Regions from separate parts of the Mus musculus genome. Here region 2 is linked to region 1. Evidence: chromatin contacts called from public HiChIP or PLAC-seq data. All regions are on one chromosome and are shown on one strand. The core of a region is the stretch at or near the end of the contact, and the rest is flanking DNA. Distances in the headings are between cores, read along the strand shown.

Evidence for each region. HiChIP or PLAC-seq counts read pairs in DNA pulled down with a chosen protein or histone mark.
Region 2: a contact with region 1 is called in an H3K27ac HiChIP or PLAC-seq map of T-cell acute lymphoblastic leukemia, with 4 times the contacts expected there. The contact joins two enhancer-like sites. A contact is called at or near these places in 3 of 115 datasets of contacts at active chromatin or transcription factors (DN3 thymocytes, T-cell acute lymphoblastic leukemia and embryonic limb bud).

What each region holds. Positions count from the first base shown.
Region 1 is chr5:106,889,410-106,894,843 of GRCm38.p6, reverse strand. Hfm1 (HFM1, ATP-dependent DNA helicase homolog) reads left to right here. Exons shown (of 40, transcript NM_177873.3): 18 at 1,300-1,394; 19 at 2,013-2,146; 20 at 4,895-4,942. Among named protein-coding and RNA genes, the nearest start is that of Hfm1, 34 kb to the left of the region's middle. Within about 2 kb of position 2,988, at least 114 of the 459 cell types and tissues checked have an H3K27ac peak or open chromatin away from gene starts, as enhancers often do. A contact at or near this core is called in DN3 thymocytes and T-cell acute lymphoblastic leukemia, where this site is marked.
Region 2 is chr5:107,371,856-107,377,215 of GRCm38.p6, reverse strand. It overlaps Brdt (bromodomain, testis-specific), which reads right to left. Exons shown (of 19, transcript NM_054054.2): 16 at 854-951; 17 at 1-206. All of the region lies in intron 4 of Gm17202 (a long non-coding RNA gene), which reads left to right. Among named protein-coding and RNA genes, the nearest start is that of Ephx4, 29 kb to the left of the region's middle. Within about 2 kb of position 3,710, at least 27 of the 459 cell types and tissues checked have an H3K27ac peak or open chromatin away from gene starts, as enhancers often do. A contact at or near this core is called in DN3 thymocytes and T-cell acute lymphoblastic leukemia, where this site is marked.

The DNA.
Region 1 (5,434 bases), core at 1,739-4,238:
GGTTTTGCCTCTTAAATACTAAGATTATAGGCATCTGCCACATGTCAGGTAGTCTGGGCATTTTGAACAGGCAGCTTTTCATTGTGAAGGGCTGTTGTGAGTTACAGAACATGTAACATCCCAGGGTTGTAGCATTAAATGTTATAATTAAAAGTCAATCCATATTTATCTCCAAATATGTCTGACAAGTATTTGAATGAGGAAGTCATTTGTATAGATACTAAAAGAACATCCTGGAAGAAAATAATTTTCAAAGTATAAAAATGTTATGTCATACAAGTTTTTAATTTTAAGGGACAAATGAAATCTATCAAATTATACGGTGTTATAGTTAGGGTTCTTATTTCTGTGATAAAATACCATTTTGATCAAAAGCAAGTTGGGGGGAAAGGGTTTATTTGGTTTACACTTCCACATTAGTCTGTCATGAGTGGAAGTCAAGGCAGGAACTCACACAGGGCAGGAACTTGGAGACAGGAGCTGATGCAGAGGCCACGGAGGGTGGGTGCTGCTTACTGCTCAGCCTGCTTTCTTATAGAGCCCATGACCACAGCCCAGGGGTGGCCCCACCCACAATGAACTAAGCCCTACCCCATCAGTTACTAATTAAGAAAATGCCCTACAGGCTTGCCTGCAGTCCTGCCTTTTTCCCCCTCCCCCACTTTATTTTTGTTTTCTTGTTTACTTCAATACTTGGAGGATGAAAGAGAACTTATCTACTAGTATACCTTTAATTGTGATGTTATGTATTCTTTTGTTTAAATTATCTTTAACCTTTTTTTTTACAGTCCAGTCATTATCCAGTCCACCTTCTGATAGTTCTTCATCCCATTTCTTTCTTTTCTTTTCTTTTTTTTTTTTTTTTTAGACAGGGTTTCTCTGTGTAGTCCTGGCTGTCCTGGACTCACTTTGTAGACAGGCTGGCCTTGAACTCAGAAATCCGCCTGCCTCTGCCTCCCGAGTGCTGGGATTAAAGGCGTGCGCCACCACTGCCCAGCTTCATCCCATTTCTTAAGTGAGATCCTCCTTTCAGAATGACTTTCTTTAGCTTATCAGCATATATGAAAATTACATTAAATCTTACATTTTTAATTCAGTTTACAAAGATTTATTTTCACTTTAATATTGTCAAAATTAAGTTATATTGAAACAAAAGTGATATTTACAGTTATACTTGGGAGACTTTTTAAAATTAAACTTTTTGTTAATATTAAAATTCAGCCTGAAATGAGAAAGTTCTGAGAGAAAGACTCTGTCCTCTGTGTGCTCTAACCTTTCCAACCTTGTGCTCTGTTGCAGTTTGACACTACAGCTACTGCAGTCATTATGACTCGACTAAGTACAAGAGAGAAGTACGTGCAGATGCTAGCTTGTAACGACACTGTAGAGAGCAGGTAACAGAGCAGTTCCAAAAGGAAATTAGACTAGTGTGGTGTGTTCCCTTTAGTGTACACAACAGAGATTGGTTTGCGGATTTCCTAAGGCCATTTGCTTGAAATAGAACAATTTAACTGTAAAACTAATGTAATTTTAGGAATTAAAGACAACAGAATTATCTAGTGGTGATTTTTAACACACAATGGTACATATCTTTGTTCTAAAAAATCCTAAAAAGGTAATAAGGTCTCGTTAATTATTAACTTACAAGAATTAAATTTGTAATTACTAACTTTTAATAAGAGAAATATTGTCACACCTTTTTATTTTATAATGAGAGAGAATAATATCTGGGATGGTTTTCAGTGTGCCATAAGTACTTATCTTTGGTAAAGTAGGATAGAATCTACACTACTGTCACCACAGTGACCTTTGCAAAAACATGTTGAGAACTGTGAAATAAGGAGAAACCTCAGTTCTTTAAGATCTTTAACTGCCTTTTAAAGATTTTCTTATATTTTTGAAATTTATTTCATTATTAAAGTAGCAACTAATATGTATATTATTAGAGCTTAAAAAGTAAAATTTATGTTCTTGAAATTCACATTAATCATGCAGAGTTTTCCCTCCATTAGTTTGCACAGACATCTTATTGAACATTTAAATGCAGAAATAGTGCTGCATACCATCACAGACGTGAACATTGCTCTGGACTGGATCCGATCAACAATGCTGTATATCAGAGCTCTGAAAAACCCATCTCACTATGGTTTGTTACTTTGACCTGGAAATATAGTGATTGTTTTTCAAACCACCAGGGTTTTTATTTATACTGTTAAAGATTAGATTACAGAATAATAATAACCAACAACTAATAACCAACAGAAAAAAATAGTAGCAGTCACCAGTATATTCAGAGGTAAGAGTAGGCAAAATGAGAGCACACTGTTCTACTCCTAGTCCTTTAATAAGCTTTAAAGTTAACACTGTTAAAAATAGACTCAGTGGAAGAAAAAAAAATTAAGTACATAAACTAAATTAACATAAGTTAAAGCTCTAAATTTTTGAATCTTTCTCATACTTATCATTCAGCTTCCCTCTCATTCTAAATTTGTAGCTGTTCATTTTCCAATTTGTAAGAACACAAAGCAAATCATAAAATAAAAGCAAATAAGGTACAATTTTCCATTTTATGCAAACAATGTCCCATTGTATTAGTTTTCTAACAAATTGCTTAAAACACAATATCTTGGAACAACGGACATTCATTATCTCATGCGGTTTCTGAACCCAAGCGTCTCAGCTAGCAGGTCTGGGTCAGAGTCTCTCTTGAGGTGCTGGCAGCACGTCAGCCAAGCTGCAGTGGCCTGAAGGCCTGGCAGGGCTTGCAGACTCGCCCAGAACGCTGGCACAGAACCTTGGCTGAGGCTTACTGTTTCCAATGTGGAGTTTTCCTGCATCTCTCTTCCTGCAGGAAGAGTAATAAAAGACAGGCTGGCTAAATAAAAGCTGCATTTCCTTGTTTGTAACTGTAGTCACACGTCACTTACTTGAAAACAAGTTAGTCCTGGCCACCTGCAGGGGAGAGGAACTGAGTTCAGTTGCTTTGTGGCCTTGGCAAACCATGAATCATAGAAATCCCCTGCCCTAGCCTCCCAGCTTCAGAGCCTGATGCCACTATTGTTCTGCACCTGTCTTTGTAGTTTCTCCCTAGTATATTTTGGAGGGTTTCTGTTAAGTTTTAGGCTAGTGTATGAAGTTATAGGCTTCACTGTGACATTTTCATTGTGTCTGTCGTGCTTTCTTATGTTTATGTCCTCCTACTGCTTTCCCTCCCTCCACAGCCCCCTGTGACTGGACCTTCCGATCCCCACAAACATGCTCCCTTCTGCATTATGTCACTTGATCCATTACCCTCTCCATCATCCTTAAGGTCTCCTTTTCTCAGAGTCTTCTTTCACATCACACACACACACACACACACACACACACACACACACACACACACACTGGATTACATACACGAGTCTGGCTTATTTCTCTTAACATAATGATCTTCATTACAATTTATTTTCCTGAATATCTCATGATTTCATTTTTCTTCATGGCTAGAAAAATATCCATTGTATCTATATGTCCATTTTTTTTATCCGTTCATCTGTTGGCAAACATTTAGACTAGTTCAGTTTCTTTCTATTGTGAGGAATGCAGCAATGTCTAAGGCTGGGCATGCATCCCTTGGTTATTTACTGAGGAGTGGTAAAACTGAGCCATAACATATTCTGTTTTTAAAATAAATACCTAAGGATTTATTTTACTTGTTTATTGTGTGTATATGTCTGTGTGAGCATACACGTATACATAGGTAGTGGTGAGTGGGGTCTAGAAGAAAGCACCACATGTCCTCCTCTGTCATCAGTGAACCTCTTTGAGGAATGGTTTCTAACTGAACCTGCACCTCTAGCTTTCTCACCTAGTCATCCTCCTGTCTCCACCTCCCTTAGAGCTAGAGTTACAGGCAGGTGTGAGCTGCTGACCTGGGTGCTGGGAACCTAACTCAGACCCTCTGCAAGAGAAGGTGAGCTCTTAACCAGCCCCACCTGACATGTCTAAGCAGTTCCAGTTGATATGAAGTTTCTAGGTCAGAGGGTACATCATTTTAAAATGTAGTGCCTATTGCTAAATTATTGTCCTTAGTGGCTTACATGGTTGCCAGCAGTTCTTGGGAGTACTATATTCACATATTCCCTACGGGGTATATACTTGTATCTTTTTATCAGCGTTGTGCAAAATTCGTCTATGCTGCAATTTGCACTTCTTCCTCCTTGTGAGTAATTTATTTTGTAGTGAATTTTTTATATTGTATTACCACAGGAAGTGACAGAAATCTTAGGTATAAAAGTTAAATTAAATATATACACATAGACACAGATACCCACATCCAGTATGTAGAAGGTTTTCCATAAGTATGGAAAGTTATAAGTATGCTCATGTTATATTATATTTCTTGAATTTCATGTAAACAGAAGTATTTCCTTTTCTTCTTCAGTTTCTTTTAATTCATAATGTTCACAGATTGCTTTAAATTCCTTTTGTTATTACAGTATAGACCCAGTTGTATCAATACACCACATTTCAGCCAACTATTTTGTAGATAGGCGTAGAGATCATTTCCAAATTTTGACTATATATACCTGCCTCAAGTGCACTTAGCTCCACACAGACATGCAGACATAACTAAATATAATAAAATAGATCTTTAAATTGATTCTACATGGTTCTTGCTCAATAGTTTCAGATTACTTAATACAGATTAAGAAAACAAAATATAGCCAGTTGAAAAGATTTCAAGATAGTGGTTGTGTTCTATGAATAGTTAAGCCTTTTTAAGCTCATTAAACTGCTATTAATCTATATGAAATATAGATGCGATTTTAATGTGAGATTTAAATTGAACCTGTAAAGACAAATTAAATACACTCCGATTTTTTAAATAAACATTTAATCACTCACACAGGTTTTTCATCTGGATTGAACAAAGATGGGATTGAAGCAAAATTACAAGGTTAGATGTATTTCCTTCTAATATCTATATATATTGTATAAATTTTGATGAGAAATATCAGTTACTAAAGAAATAAGAATATATTTTTGTAAATTATTTTAAAAAGGAAACTTGTCTGGAAAACTATTTTTATGTACAAAATTTGGCATGTATAGTTTTTCTGTATTTATTAATTCTGTCAGAATATCTGCTTTTGTATAAAATGTTAACTTGGCTTTATCTTTATTGTTTTTTAAATGACCTTGATCTCTGAAAACACTGCCCATAGAATAAACACTTTTTTTGTTTGTTTGTTTGTTTCGAGACAGGGTTTCTCTGTGTAGCTCTGGCTGTCCTGGAACTCACTTTGTAGACCAGGCTGGCCTCGAACTCAGAAATCTGCCTGCCTCTGCCTCCCAAGTGCTGGGATTAAAGGTGTGTGCCACTGCCGCCGGGCTAGGTTAAACACTTTTTTTTTTCCTTTTTTAGGTTAATTTTAATTGAAAATATAAT
Region 2 (5,360 bases), core at 2,461-4,960, 480 kb before region 1:
CTCTGATTTTCTTGAGATACTTTTGGGTCCTTCGCATTATGCTCCAGGTGTTTCCGCATCTGCTCCTGTGTCCGGGCCTTTACCTCCTTTTCTATTGCAGCTTTTCTAAACTGGTTGAAAAGCTCATCTGAAGACTTCAGTACACTTGATGCTTTCACTGGCTTCCCTAAACTTTTCCAAGAGTCTGCATTCTTAATCTTTATATCCTAAAATGACAAATATTGATTCAGCCTATGTTAGATGTCAATCAGATTTTGGAAGGAAAATGATATCTTCTGTCTTGTTAATAGAGCAGGCTTAGGTTGTAAAAGCCTTCATGGACTTTAACTTTAGTTGGGGAAAACGGATATTTAAACTCTATTTATCTAAGATCAAACTAAAGCACCAAGGTTCTAGACAGTTTCAATGTAGTTTACTTCTGCGTGTTAACAGGGTGAACTGTTAGGTGTTTTGTCCAGACAATTATCTTAAGAAACAGTGAAGCTGAGCTTATGCTCTGAGTACTTCTAAGGAGGAAGAAAAGAAATGGTGTATTCAAAGTTTAAAAATGTGTCTCTAAGGCCTGGAACAGGCCCTCACAGTTCAAGTTTCTCAACATCTAGAAGGCAAAGCTGCCAGTGTGTGCTCTGAATGAGGGGGGGGGTGGGCTCTTCTGCAGACTAAAGACAGCTTGACGCCACTGCTACACACACACAAACAAACAAGAAATTCATCACCGCAGCTTGGAGATACACAAGCAAAAGTTTGGCTTAGGGATCTAATCTTATTTAAGTTAGTGTTTAACAATCTTCCACATAACTCATATTACATCTCAGGTCCTCTCAACCCTTGAGAACAATCACAACATTTTTACCTTCTGCGCGGGAGCATGGCATTCTGGCTCCAGCACTGTGAGGCTCTCAGCAGAGGTGTGCACCACAGGGGGGCCAAGCAATACTCGCTTGCAATCACCTAGAAGCACATACTCTTTAGAAAGGAATAACACAAATACGTCAGGGTACTTATCTGGAGTTTAAATTTCTTTTTCCTTCCATGTCAGACATCATAAATATAAAATAGCCAGATATAGTGGCACATGCCTTTGATCCCAACAGTCAAGAGGCTGAGGCAGGAGGGTAAGAAGTTTAAGGTATGCTTGTACTACTTATAAGATCCTGATTAGGGAAAGAGAAAAAAAAACCAAAATAAGGAGACGCATACACACATGTATGTCTGTGTACATATATATGTACATATATGGAATAAGAAAAATAAGTTTCTATACATCCTTATTATGGTATCTGTTGGGTTATATTATAAAAGTAAACATTTCTCACTTGAAGTGACCTTTGATTGTTGTTGTTGTTTTCTATTTTTGTTTTGGAACCATGAAGGGTTGACATACCATGATGTTGAGCAGGTCTGTTCTCATGATATGGAGCTCTAAAGTTTGTAGACTTGATTCCGCTCCAGAGGTGGATCTGGATTAAGCTGCTAGTCATAAAAATTCTGCTTTTCCCCTGGTAAGCCAATGTACGGCTTCTAGGGAGGCAGGACAGTCCATGTGAAAATGAAAATGCAGAGCCTAGGACAATGCATACTATAATACCAACCTACCAGGCAGAATGTGCCAGCTGGTGCTGTGACTGGCATGGGGGTGACTGTAGCTAAGGTCTGTTCTACAGGAGGAATTCATACCTTGCAGTATAAACTTGGTCAAAAGCTCATGGCTGGGGATAAAGATCATAGAGGAGAACCTACTGATATTTTGTTGAACGGTCATAATGTCTTCACATTATTTATGTTTTTGTGCATAGATATGTGCTCTCAATCTTGGTCAGAAAATCTTTTTGTAGTGGGCAGCAATGCAGAAAGACATGCAACTGTTCAAAGTACTGAGAATGCATGACTGAGTGCTCAGCTCTAAGTGGGACACATGCCAATTTCCCTCTCAGGGAGCACTGCAGAAGAGGCAGTGACGGGGATAGGAAGGAGCACAATGAAGGGCTGTCTTCTAGACATGACATGGATGTTGCATTCATGAGCTCACAGTAGTTATCTGAACAAGATCAAGCTGGTCAGCATTTCATCATGGAGAATAGGAGCTCACAAGCCCCACCCCTGCCTGAGGAGCTCACAAGCCCCACCCCTAGCTGAGGAGCTCACAAGCCCCACACCTAGCTGAGGAGCTAGCTATTGGCAGTTGATGGATTCTGGGGATAGAGTCCTTGTTTGTTTGGCAATATGGCTACTGGTGGGTTGCCCAGGCTGTAGTGGAGGCTCTACATCAGTGTGCATCCCACAGCAATCAACACTGACTGGACTCTGTGGATTTGGTTTTTGTTTTGTTTTGTTTTGTTTTTGAGACAGGATTTCTCTGTATAGCCCTGGCTGTCCTGGAACTCACTCTGTAGACCAGGCTGGCCTCGAACTCAGAAATCCGTCTGCCTCTGCCTCCCGAGTGCTAGGATTAAAGGCGTGCACCACCACGCCTGGCAGATTTGGTTTTTAATAAAAGAGGAGGATATGAAATTGGGAGGAGACATGCAGAGAGATGTTCAAGTGGAGTTGGAGGGGATGTGACAGGACAGAGACACAAAATACAACAATCCCGTTTGAACTCTCACCAGTATTGATTGGTTGATTAAAGGACAGAGAAGAAAAAGCAAAATTAGCTGACCCAAACTCATAAAATTCTAGATCATCTAATGCTGTGGGGATGTATATCTAAGCTTCTACCTCCCTTCAGTCCCTTGACTAAATCATGCTTGTCTTCAAGCTGAGGTTAGGGTAGAGCTAGAAACAGAACAGAGAGAGAATGTGACACTGTCAGAGGAGGAGTGTGTGGGTTAAAGAACAGATCTTACGTTTAAACCCTGGACAGCCCAACACACCCAAACTTCACAAGATCCCGGACACTCAACACGCGTGCACTTCTTAAACTCACGTGGAATGGAAAGCAAAGTTCAGAACTACAACCCTTCTGAGCTGCCACCAGACTTAGGCAGGAAGGAGAGTCTGTGTGGAAAGTAGAAACTCTAGAATGATTCTCAACTTGTTGATAAGAGGTAGCAGTGTTGCTATCACTAAATAAAAGGGGAAGATTAGGATCTGGATGTTGAAAGGCTGCAGAGGTGGCACTGGCTGTTTTTCAGTTCCCATCACCCACACATGATGTACAACCATCCATAACTCTAGTTCTAGAGGAGCTAAGCCTGTCTTCCAGCCTCTGTGGGCTTCAGGCATGTACATGGTGCATAGACAAGCATGCAGACAACACACATATGACATAAGAATTAAAATAATAAGTAAAACCCTTTTTAAAATCTGGGGATTGAAAAGTGGGTATTTGGCCGGGTATGCCTTTAATCCCAGCACTTGGGAGGCAGAGGCAGGCAGATCTCTGAGTTCGAGGCCAGCCTGGTCTACAGAGTGAGTTCCAGGACAGCCAGGACTACACAGAGAAACCCTGTCTCAAAAACCCAAAAAAGGAAAAGTGAGAATTTTGTTTTCACATGGTTTGCAATGGTTACTTGATGTTTAAATAAAGATGCTCTAGTGTTGTATAAGTATGCCTGGGGCCAGGTACATTTGAATTGTGCAAGTAACAGAAAAAACAAAAAACAAAAAAAAACCCAGAGATTTCCCAGATGCAGTCTACATCAGGTTGTCTCTCAGCCTTTCCGTCTCATGCTATCGAGACTCACTGTGGTCAGCACACTGCTTTGAGGGGAAGATCAGGACTTGTTCAGCAAGGCTGGGTGGGAAGCTCTGTGGTTAAGTAGGAAGGGAAGCAGCTGGCTGGGGGCAGTGACACGCACCTGTTTCCCCAGCACTTGGGACGCTGAGGTAGGTGGATTATGAGTTTGAGAATATGTGGGCTATATACATAGCACAATCCTGTCTCAAAAGAAAACAAAAGTTAAAGCTATCAATCAACCTTATCTAAAGGCAGTCATACCAAAAGGTGACTGCAGGAAACATTCAGAGAGGTGGGACAATCAAGAGAACAGGGTCATCGAAGCCTAGGATGGCAGGAAGGGTCCAACTGGGAGCAGCACGACCACAAAAGTTATCACTTGACACATCAAATACCATAGCTCTCCTTTCTCTGGAGTCCTCACCTCTAGTCCTTGCGAGCTTCCTTCCCATGAACCGATGCTGGCCCACCTACCATAACTAACACAGCACAAGTGCCTTGTGGGTGCAGTGCTCAGCCTGCCTGAGAAGAGTCTTTCAACCTTTTATTTTTTTCTCTTTGGAGCACTCACCACAACATCTCATTGTCTCCTCTTCTGCTCTACAAGAGCTACCCCTAGCCTCCCTTTACAGGAAGTTTAACTGCCCTAAGCACCGTCTTTGCTCAGAGCTCCATCAGCTTTCTACTAACTGCACTCTCACCCAAGACCAAAGCCTTTCAGCTGCTAGGGTCTCTGTGATCTGCCCTGCCGACCTGTTCATACTTATTTCTACATTTCCTGTTGATCAAACCAGTCATGTTGAGGTCAGTTTCTTAAAAGTTTTTGAACATTCTGTTCTTCCATCCAGACTGCTCAGTCTAAATGCATACAGGGAAGTCTTATCTGCTGCAGTGTCCAGCTCAGATGTCCACAGCAGGGTGCCCCTTTCTGAAGGTTTAGGCATCAGGCTTGCCTTGCCAAGGCCAGGGTTAAGTGGGAATCTAGACGCCGCTCTAGCCTCTTCCTTCTTTTCAAGGGCGCCACCATCTCCCCACTTGCTCGCTCACAATCGCACGCTAGACAGCAGCAGGTTCTTCCTACTTGGCTCGGGCTTTATTAATGCCTTTGAACATTCGGACCTTTCCAACTGAAAAAAATAACTCTCATGGCTGCTTTAAAAAGTTCTGTCTTTGTGTTAATAACCCAGCTATTTCCCCTTGGCCTCACTGAGGCATCCACCAGGGTCTACGCAGTTTGTAGAACCCTGGCTGCTACAACTCCTACGTAAGCTTGGAAGAGCAGCGCTTCTGCTGTCCGTTTAGACCTCTCTGTCCCTGTGTCCACTGCAGCCTCTGCAGCCAGTGTCTGTTTAGACCCCTCTGTCCCTGTGTCCACTGCAGCCTCTGCAGCCAGTGGCCCAGGTGGTGGCCCTTCTCAGCCCTCTCTCCTCTCATTACCTCTCCTTCCTTTTTGTCTCCTGTCTTTCTAATTTTTCCTCTTCTTCTTTTAAGATCAGGATGGCCTCAAACTTCCAGCTTAGACAAGCCTCACGCTGCAGTGCAGCATCAGGACCAGTGCTTTGATTTGTTAATCTCTTTACTGACATTTTCTTTCCTAGAACTACTCTTCTTAGTTTGCATATTTATTTCTTCCTTCCTTCCTTCCTTCCTTCCTTCCTTCCTTCCTTCCTTCCTTCTGTCC